Regions from separate parts of the Triticum aestivum genome. Here region 1 is linked to region 2. A link is a contact called in public Hi-C data. All regions are on one chromosome and are shown on one strand. The core of a region is the stretch at or near the end of the contact, and the rest is flanking DNA. Distances in the headings are between cores, read along the strand shown. Region 1 has its middle 61 kb from the start of LOC123080312. Region 2 has its middle 84 kb from the start of LOC123080312.

The links. A called contact is a pair of places that touch in the nucleus more often than the background predicts.
Region 1: a contact with region 2 is called in a Hi-C map of leaf, with 2.7 times the contacts expected there. The contact joins two enhancer-like sites. A contact is called at or near these places in 3 of 5 Hi-C or Micro-C datasets (all in leaf).

The regions. Positions count from the first base shown.
Region 1 is chr3D:538,453,536-538,458,262 of IWGSC CS RefSeq v2.1, forward strand. No RefSeq gene overlaps it. Among protein-coding and RNA genes, the nearest start is that of LOC123080312, 61 kb to the left of the region's middle. Within about 2 kb of position 3,461, at least 4 of the 8 cell types and tissues checked have an H3K27ac peak or open chromatin away from gene starts, as enhancers often do. A contact at or near this core is called in leaf, where this site is marked.
Region 2 is chr3D:538,308,132-538,313,323 of IWGSC CS RefSeq v2.1, forward strand. No RefSeq gene overlaps it. Among protein-coding and RNA genes, the nearest start is that of LOC123080312, 84 kb to the right of the region's middle. Within about 2 kb of position 2,145, at least 6 of the 8 cell types and tissues checked have an H3K27ac peak or open chromatin away from gene starts, as enhancers often do. A contact at or near this core is called in leaf, where this site is marked.

The DNA.
Region 1 (4,727 bases), core at 2,211-4,710, 150 kb after region 2:
CTAGTAAGCCTCTACTAGACTAGCTCGTTAATCAAAGATGGTTAAGCTTCCTAACCATAGACATGTGTTGTCATTTGATGAACGGGATCACATCATTAGGAGAATGATGTGATGGACAAGATCCATCCGTTAGCTTAGCATAATGATCGTTAAAATTTATTGCTATTGCTTTCTTCATGACTTATACATATTCCTTTGACTATGAGATTATGCAACTACCGGATACCGGAGGAATACCTTGTGTGCTATCAAACGTCACAACGTAACTGGGTGGTTATAAAGATGCTCTACAGGTATCTCCGAAGGTATTTGTTGGGTTGGCATAGATCGAGATTAGGATTTGTCACTCCGAGTATCGGAGAGGTATCTCTGGGCCCTCTCGGTAATGCACATCACGATAAGCCTTGCAAGCAATGTGACTAATGAGTTAGTTGCAGGATGATGCATTACAGAACGAGTAAAGAGACTTGCCGGTAATGAGATTGAACTAGGTATGAGGATACCAACGATCGAATCTCGGGCAAGTAACATACCGATGAAAAAGGGAATAACGTATGTTGTCATTGCGGTTTGATCGATAATGATCTTCGTAGAATATGTAGGAACCAATATGAGCATCCAGGTTCTGTTGTTGGTTATTGATCGGAGATGTGTCTCGGTCATGTCTACATAGTTCTCGAACCCGTAGCTTCCGCACGCTTAACGTTCAATGATGATTTGTATTATGAGTTATGTGTTTTGGTGACCGAAATTTTTTCGGAGTCCCGGGTGAGATCACGGACATGGCGAGGAGTCTCGAAATGGTCCAGAGGTAAAGATTGATATATTAGACGATGATATTCGGACACCGGAATGGTTCCAGATCGTTTCTGGTATTTTTCAGAGTACCCAGGGGTTACCGGAACCCCCCGGGGAAGTATTGGGCCTACATGGGCCATAGAGAAGAGAGAGGGGAGCCCGCAAGAGGTGGCCCCCCCCCCCTCCAAGGGAGTCCGAATTGGACAAGGAGGAGGGGGCGCGGCCCCCTTTCCCTCTCCCTCTCCCTCTCCTTCCCCTTTCCCCTCCGAAAGAAAGGAAAGGGGGGGGGGGCGACTAGGATTGGGAGTCCTAGTCGGTTTCCCCCCTATGGCGCGCCCCTTGTGGCCGGCCTCCTCCCCTCCTCCTTTATATACGTGGGCAGGGGGCACGCCATAGCACATCAATTGTTCTCTTAGCTGTGTGCGGTGCCCCCCTCTACAGTTTACTCCTCCGGTCATAGCGTCGTAGTGCTTAGGCGAAACCCTGCGCGGATCACATCACCATCACCGTCCCCACGCCGTCGTGCTGACGAAACTCTCCCTCAACCCTCTGCTGGATCAAGAGTTCGAGGGACGACATCGAGCTGAACGTGTGCTGAACTCGGAGGTGCCGTACGTTCGGTACTTGATCGGTTGGATCGCGAAGACGTTCGACTACATCAACCGCGTTAAACTAACGCTTCCGCTTTCGGTCTACGAGGGTACGTGGACACACTCTCCCCCTCTCGTTGCTATGCATCTCCTAGATAGACCTTGCGTGATCGTAGGAATTTTTTTGAAATTGCATGCTACGTTCCCCAACACTAATGTATTGATGTATTGATCAATTATGAAATATTTCGGTTCAATTGCTAGTTCATTCTATAATATGTGTGTTATTTCTATTTTTGTGCTATATATTGATTCTTATAAAATAATGTTATCGCTATGTCAAAAAATATCATGTTGATCATGGTATATAGTTGGATAATTATTTAACTATGTTTTATTAGTGCTCTAAATTAGTATGTAATGTTGTAATTATTATCATTAAACACCATGCAACTAATCCTCAGCTCATAGGGGTATTTTCAGACATTTATCTCCACAGCCACAACTCATACAACTGGTTTGCCAAATGGCCTACAGCTTTGTGACATTCTTTTTTCACTACAGATTTTCCACAACTGCTTTTAGAAATCCATAGCCGAACCAAACACCACCTAATGGAGCAGTGGGGCAGTACATTTTACCAAGGAAGCCATTAAGAAACATAGCAAGCACAACCAAACCCTCGAATTTTACAAGGAGGGCCCCAAACTAAAAATGAAAACGTGATCGGGTCATTTTTCCGCTTCCCCTTGGATCCAATGTTGCTGCCGCCGGAGACGAACCACTTGGGGCGTTGAAGTCACCATGCTTGCATGACCTGCCCACCGTGGCTTCCGGGGGGAAGCTGAATGTGCCTCCCATTTGGCACGCGAGCTAGGAGAAAAAGGGTGACCGACCTTCGGCTAGCAGAGGTAAAGGGAAGAAGAGACTGGCAACGCAGGACCACTAGCACCGCTCTTCTTTCATTTTTCCTTGTGTATCCGGTCCATGTTGGAGGTGAGAGTGAGTGGCAATGACAATAAAGGAAGAACACTGCAAGGGTTTCAGTTTGAAGAGTTTACTTTAAGAAAAAAAGTGAGATGTAATGACCAAAACCATGACCAAGAAGACTGTTTTCTTTCTATCAAAACTTCTTTCGCCTTATTTCCGCGACCCATAAAAGCCACATGCTATTGCAATGGGAAAGGCACAACGGGCAAGCAGTGACATGCGAAGTTGAAATTTTTATGAAGCGGCCACAACATTAGAGTACTATCTAATTAATTCCAGAAGTACTATCTAGGTTGTAAGATATCCATATCCTTTCTGATTGAGTAGACATCCGATCTGTATCCGTATTCGAGTAACTTATGTTCCACATTCATACTTGATGACTTCGTTATTTGCAGTTGCTTTTGAATTATGAAATGAAAGTGGAAAAGACACATATTCTAAAAAAAGTGGAAAAGATACATACTCTTAGGAAAAAAAGGTGGAAAAGACACTATCTAAACCAACAACATCGAGAACTGCATAGAATCACCAGTCCTTGTGTGGTTCAAGTTGAAGGTATGAGGGAGCAAGGGAGAGCGGAAGATAGGTTCATGGACACGAGAGTGGGATCTCCGTGTAATGAGCAAAAAGATGGCCGGGAAAACCACTCATTTCCCTTTTCTTTCTACGTAAACTTCTTTCGCCTTATCTCCACAACACCGAAAAGCCACAGCGCGACAGCAATACACATGCCAGGTAGCCGCCGTCGACCGGTCAGCAAGAGACATGGCCGCATCCACATCACACATCAAAGCAGGAGACGAGGCGACCATAATATCGGCGTTCGCCCCAAGTGGACAAGAGCAGGGATCCGCACGCAGCCATCATCCCCCGGCCCCCAAAGAATGCACACGATATTTCCGACGACAACCAGAGGAGCGACGAAGCCAGCGGTGCGCCACGAGAAGGAGAGGCCGCGGTGGGCGGACGTGGAGAAGCGGCGGTGACACGAGCCAGCGCCACCCATCCCCATCGTGTGGATAGCCGGATACGGGGCGCCGCTGGCCGAGGAGGAGTTCGATCGATCGGGCGAGCCGACGCAAGTGGGCGCGCGGGGACCGTGGGCTTCGGCCAACCCGTGCCCCGTCGCCGGATTGCGCGACGGGCAGAGGATAAGCCGAGCTGCGTCCGGCGCGCGCTACGTGCCACGGCGCCACCGCTCCGGCCAAAACCCAATCTAGCAATCGGCAGGGGAATCTGGAGGACCCGATCTGGACGGACGACGGGATCTATCTCATCTCCTAGCGAGCGCGTCCACGTCCACACGTACGTAGTCCGCCAACATCTGCTGCTGCTGGATCGATCTCGCGAGCGTGCGTGCGTGCGTGGGTCGGGATCAACCTCCACCCGTCGTCCCTCATCCCCCGGATCCGCCTCCAGCAGAATTGGCTGCCGGCCTGCTGCTGATCGAGATATCCTCGACTGGTAGTATGCGTACGTATCCTATCGTCGAGACCTACATGGTGCAGTACTCTACGACGTCCAGCGTGGTGCGCTTTTGCCCGGATATTTTGCCGTCCTAGCTGGCATGCATGCGTGGCCTTCTCCATCTCTTGCACCAATCAGCAGACACATGAACCTGCATGTGCAATGAGTTGGCGGCGAATTGAGCTGAGCAATGGGATGGGATGGTTCATGCGTTGCACTTGCACCGCACATCATATACGTGCACACTGGCCGCCTCCTTTGCGTCCATAGCGTAGCTTGGTGTAGGTAGTGGAGCGTGTGTCACGCGTGTGTCGTCCACTGATCAAAGAGGTCTCTGCTGTAGTGCACGTAATCGACTGACCCAATAGCTACTGTGGTAGCCCTCCGGGGAGCCCCTTCCTTCTCCTTCCTCCCCTCCAGCCTTCCTCCGGCGAATTTCTTTGGGAATCTCAAAATCGACTGACCCAATAGCTAAAGTCAGTCGTTTGACGTTTAGCTAATGTGGCTTCTTTTCTTTCAAACTAGCATCAGGCCTGTTCCATTAGAACCAATAACGGAACACCAGATGAACTTTATTAGGATCGAGCCTCCATTATTAGGAACTGAGCTTAATTAAGACCATACCTATTTTTTTCTTTCCAAAATGGCTTAGGAGTACCTCACTCAAGTTTGGAACATGTAATTAACCTGAAAGCAACCTTTATTCCTCTAGAAAACCTGAAAGCACTATTTGGTGGCATGCACTGCCAGTATATATACCACCAAAAGGTAAAACTCACAGTACAGCTTCCCAAACTGTAGCACCATCAAATCTTTGCTGTTTCTAAGACAAAACACTATGCTTAATTATGTCGTGGAAAATTCCACAGCCACAAAATC
Region 2 (5,192 bases), core at 895-3,394:
GTGGCGTGTGACATAGCTGAATATACATGTCACAACATTTGTTCCACCTTTCCCGCAAAAAAAATAGAAAAAACATTTCTTCCACCATTTAGGTTTATCTGCACCGAAAATAGGAAATTCAGGCCCATCGAAACCAGTGCGTTATTATCACGCCGTTTCTCCCATCGCTTTTGCATCTGGGGCGTTTTTTTTTTCTTTTTGAAACGGATATCTGGGGCGTTAGAGTACCCATCCACGATTAGAAATAGTTATTTCTCGGTTAGAGTAGCAAAACCTTTATCCTTTGTTGTCGTCTGTTCCAAACTGTTCACGATGAGACTTGCAAAAAAAAAACTGTTCACGATGAGAATCCGCTCGTCGTGCACCCCACCCCATTTGGGTCCTTGATGGGCCGGTGGTCCAGCTCACAGAGCGCATACCCAGCCCGGGGCCACACGTGAGAACGAGGGTGGCCGAGCTGATGACTTGCGAGAGCAGCTCAAGCTTGATCCACACGTATGCACGTGCGACGACGACAACCAGACCGCAGACCGCGGGGCTCTCTCTCGCCACCACTGGTCGCAGCACTTCATTCAACCCCACTTGCCGTAGAGAAATGGAGAAGGACCCATCGAGATCCATGGTGGTGGTGATGGTGGTGGTGCGATGTACGCCGTGGCTTTTTCTCCGACGCGCCGCCGTTGTTGCCTTATCCCCACCGGTAGCTTTTTATTTTACCACGGTTGCTTGCTCCTTTATCCTCAATGGCCATTGTGTTCGTGTTGTGTGACGTTGGAATCGAATCTCGGCCATGTTTTTTCCTCGGCCGATCCTTTCGCCGCTCCCTCAAGCCTCCGTCTTTTCACCCGTCGTCCTCTTTTCACAAGCCTTTTCTTTATGCTGTGGTGAGAAAGGTAATAAGGATGTGAATGGAACGGTGGGCGTATGTGTATCGGGAATTCGGGAGACGACGCTTTCACCTCCTCCTCTTTTATTCCAAGACTTGGATTGGATTCCTTGTACTCCTCCCACTAGCATCTGCATGTCCCTTTTACCTGTCCCCCTCCGTCGTTCTTTCCCTCGGAAAATCTACCCCGTATCTTCCTCTAATGGAAGCGTGGCGTTAATTATCATTATAGTAGTATTATTCTTGCAGGAAGCGTGGCATTAACTACTCAAGATTCAGTGACGCTAAGCGTGTTGTCCTACTCCACTAACAAAACTTGCACATCACCTTGTGCTGGAATGGGATGCAATGCGCCCATGCCCATAATGTCATCATTTGCCACGGTACTGCGGGGAGAACAGCCGCACTTGACCATAATGATCACTGTCAAATGGAGTATAGTATTGCTACTACTACACTCGTTGCTACTGGCACTGTGTGTGCCGGCCGCCCTCTTTTGACCCGGTTCACGAAGAGGTCAGTGCTCGACTTACCCGCGACGCAAAGGCAGATTAACAAACTTGTCAAGGTGCGAACGCACGCACTTTGCTCGCTAATGGGAAAAGGTAAAGCTAACATTAATCACTAGTGGTAGCTAGTACCATCATCATCCTCCCCCTTGACGCTGGAGCAGTGGGGGAACGACCGGAAAAGCAGAGTTCTCGCGCGCGCCGCAGCTTCGCCCGGTGGTGGTGGCGTGGACTCCGGCGAAAGGTAAACGAGAAAGACGATGGATGGAGCACATGGCCGCGCCTTTTGGCGTCGCTAGGCCAGCTGCCCGTGCTCAGGCGCCTTCTTTTCCGACTGCGACTCCGTGGAGAGATTTCTTTTCTTGAGGTCGTGTCGTGTTCAGGGGAAGATTCACGGTGGCCGGTGATTCGGACGCAGCGTGTTGCGCCGCGCTCCGACGCATTTTCTTCAGGCTGTGGGTGAAGAACGGCGGGTAAATTCATTTATGATGGCGGGTGATCTGGACGCGACACACGCCGGCCTAGTACGTGCTGGCTGAGCTCCGACCTCGCACGGCCTCGCGGCCGCCGTGCGTGTCACGCTCCGGCCGGGGCACGGCGCACGAATTTAATCTCCGAGGTGACCAGCTTGGATCTCTGAAATCCTGGCGCTCCTTGGTCGTTTCCCAAGAGATACAGTAGAGTACGGGACTAGGTGAGCCGTATGTGCGTATGGGCGCGGCATACTAGCAGTGAATGCGGCAGCCAGTCGCGATCACCCACACCAGCACGGACAGAACGGAATACAGTACCGCGACGGACGATACAGTGGCTTGGGGCCCCGTACGGAGACATGATCCCCGGGAGACGGTACCGTCGAGTACGCGTCCATACCTCCAGCGCTTCACCCACTGCTCATACTGATTGACAAGCAAGCCAAGCCATGATCTGTGGATCGGTCAGATGCAGGGTACAGAGCCATGGCTCGCTTTCAAAGTTCAAAGTTCAAACTTCAAACACAGCAGCGCGCCATGCGCGGCCGGGCATCGTTGTCACGGCCCAGATCGCGCTCATCAATGCCCCCCGTCGGTCGTTCAACGCCATGGCCATGACGATCGTGCTGCACAGCAAATAAACTCCGCAATAATGCGCCGTGTCGGCCCCGGAGCCGGACCGGGCACGCACGCCGCAGCGTCTGCATCTGCATATGCATCCGGCTGACTCGGAGAAAACGATAGGGGCCGCGGCCTGGCTGCCGACACCTCCGGCCATGGCCACCGCACCGCATCGGATTCCCGATCGGGCTCGCCAAAAACCGTGGCGGAGGCCGGTCGATCGGCCCACATCATCCCACCCGCACTCGGCCGCGGGCTTTCCGCCGGCGGGAACCTGCAGCTGCAGCTGCAGCACAGGAATCGGGGGAGAAAGAGGAAAGGAAAAGGAGGGGTCGATCAAAAGGAGAGAAAGGCCCGGGGAGCATGAGCATGAGAATGAGCATAGCTTCTTTTCAGCTTTATTCCGGCGCACGCACTCATCTTCTTGGTGTTCCTTTTGCAAAACACTCACAGCTTTTTGTAAAGAATGTACTCCGCCATTCGCGAAAGAATCATGATCAAAGCTTAAACTCTGCCGCTGCGTGGAATGCAGAAAATTCCTCAAAGGTTTGGTATGATTTCTGCTTCCGGGGGAGAACCGGAACGTGAGAACGTCTCCAATGGTACCACCAACTGTTGCAACTTGTAGTGGCAACACACGTAGTACTACTTAATTACAGAGATATTCCACGGGGATCAGTATGATTTGTGCTTCCGGGGAGAAGCAGAACGTGAGAGCGTCTCGAATGGTGCCACCAACTGTTGCAGATTCTGGCGGCAACAGAAGCACTTAATTAGCTGATATAGATCGAAGCAGAGCCATAATCATCGGATCCACCACGCACGCACGGACTGGCGACCCTACTACACCCACGACCACGAGGGTACCACTACTCTTGGTCAAACGTCTGAACATGCCTTCAACCGTCTCCATTTCCTGCTCCGTACCTCACTCACTTTCCTTCGCTCTTTTCCTGAATAACTGGTGCCTCACCACTGCCGCCAATGTTCTAGAGATAACACCCGGCCGCCTTAGTGCAACTCCAAGCTCGGGTCATCAAATCTGTCTCAAATGTCATCTCTCCGAAGCGCTTGTGCCCCACTCAATATCAGTCATAGCCCACTGTCTTCGCTAACTATGGTTGGATGACTGGCGCCCCGCTTACTGTTTGAGGACATGTTGGAAAGTGTCCGCAAACATTTGGTATTGTCTGTTTGGTAATCCCTGTTGGAGTTGACATTACACCTCTTGCTTGGAGCATCGAAATTCAATAACACACTTCGCCATCAAATCAAAGAGTGGTTTGATGTACCCATACATCTACAAACTGGTACTCACCTACACTGATGTACCAAATCTTAGTATCAAACCAAGCGTACAAGCAGTTGTACTTGATCACAAATCTTGGACACAAGCTCGATATTATGGATGCAGGCATTTGAGTCCATGTCAGGAGAGATGCCCTCAAAATCCTCACTTATTATCACCTTCTTATGGAAAGGCCAGAACTTATGCGGTTTAAAGAGGGTTGTGGTTTTCCATCTCATTGCAAAACCCAAAACCTGCCCGAAATTTTTGGGGCCCAAAACTTTCGGAGTTCACAGTTTAGGGAAACGTATAAAAAACAAAAAAATCGTAATACGAACCAAATCCTAGGAACACTATGAAGATAAATATGAGATTAGATTAGATCGTTACCAACTAGAGTGCATCGGAAGGTGTGTTGGTGTAGATCAATTGGTGCATATTCCCACAGCTAGGATTAATCCTCCCAACCGTGAGAATTTCCCTCGAACGGAAGATCGAACACACGGCCGCTTTGTTTTATCCACGCGTAAAAATTCAACGATTTGACAGGGCTTTGTCGTCTAGAGCTAAGCGGTGTCGGAGTAGAAGAATGGAGGAGCAACAACCTCATAGCACGGAGGTATTTTGCGTGCGGTAGAGAGAGAAGGAGGGCGCAACCGCTCGCACAGAAAAGTTGTGTCCCAAGGGGTTGCCCCTCCCCTCTATTTCTATAGGCCAGGGAAGGTGGCCACTTGGAGAGGGGGGCTGCCCCCCAAGGGGTATGCCACCATCTAGGGTTGGTTTCCCCCTAATGGTTGCCCCTTCGTCCAACACTAGCCGCACCAAAGGGGGCCTGCCCCCAAGGACAAGGGGCACCCCAGTAATGGGCCAACTGGCCCATGTAGGGTTGCCCCACTTGGGCCATGCCAAGTGGCATCCCCATGGCACCCTCTGGAATTTTTCGGGAGGTTCTAGAAACTTCTAGATACTAGAACCTTCCTATTATTTCCGAAGGCATTCTAGAGTTACTGTCGGGGCTAGATACGGCGGATCTCAGGTAGGGGGTCTCTATCTGGTAGTCTAGGCTAGATGGTAACAAGGACATAAGGGACACGAGGTTTCCCCGATTCAAATATGAACATCAAGTCTTTTTCTAATTGGATTTTCGAATCATAGAAAAAACCAGTATGATTAGATAAGATTCTATGTAGAGCATCTACCATGGACGGGGAATAAATGTCCTCCCATTCGGGGCTAATCACTATTTGCGTCTAATTTTTTATATGTAGGGTTTTTCATGACCATTAGACCAAGTAAACTATCTATCTCCCCCATCCCCACTTGGTCAATAAAGGCATTGGACAAAAAACTCCATGTATTATATCCACCCTCTTTATTTTCTCTATTTGTTCTCGAATAGTATTAACCGCACTCCC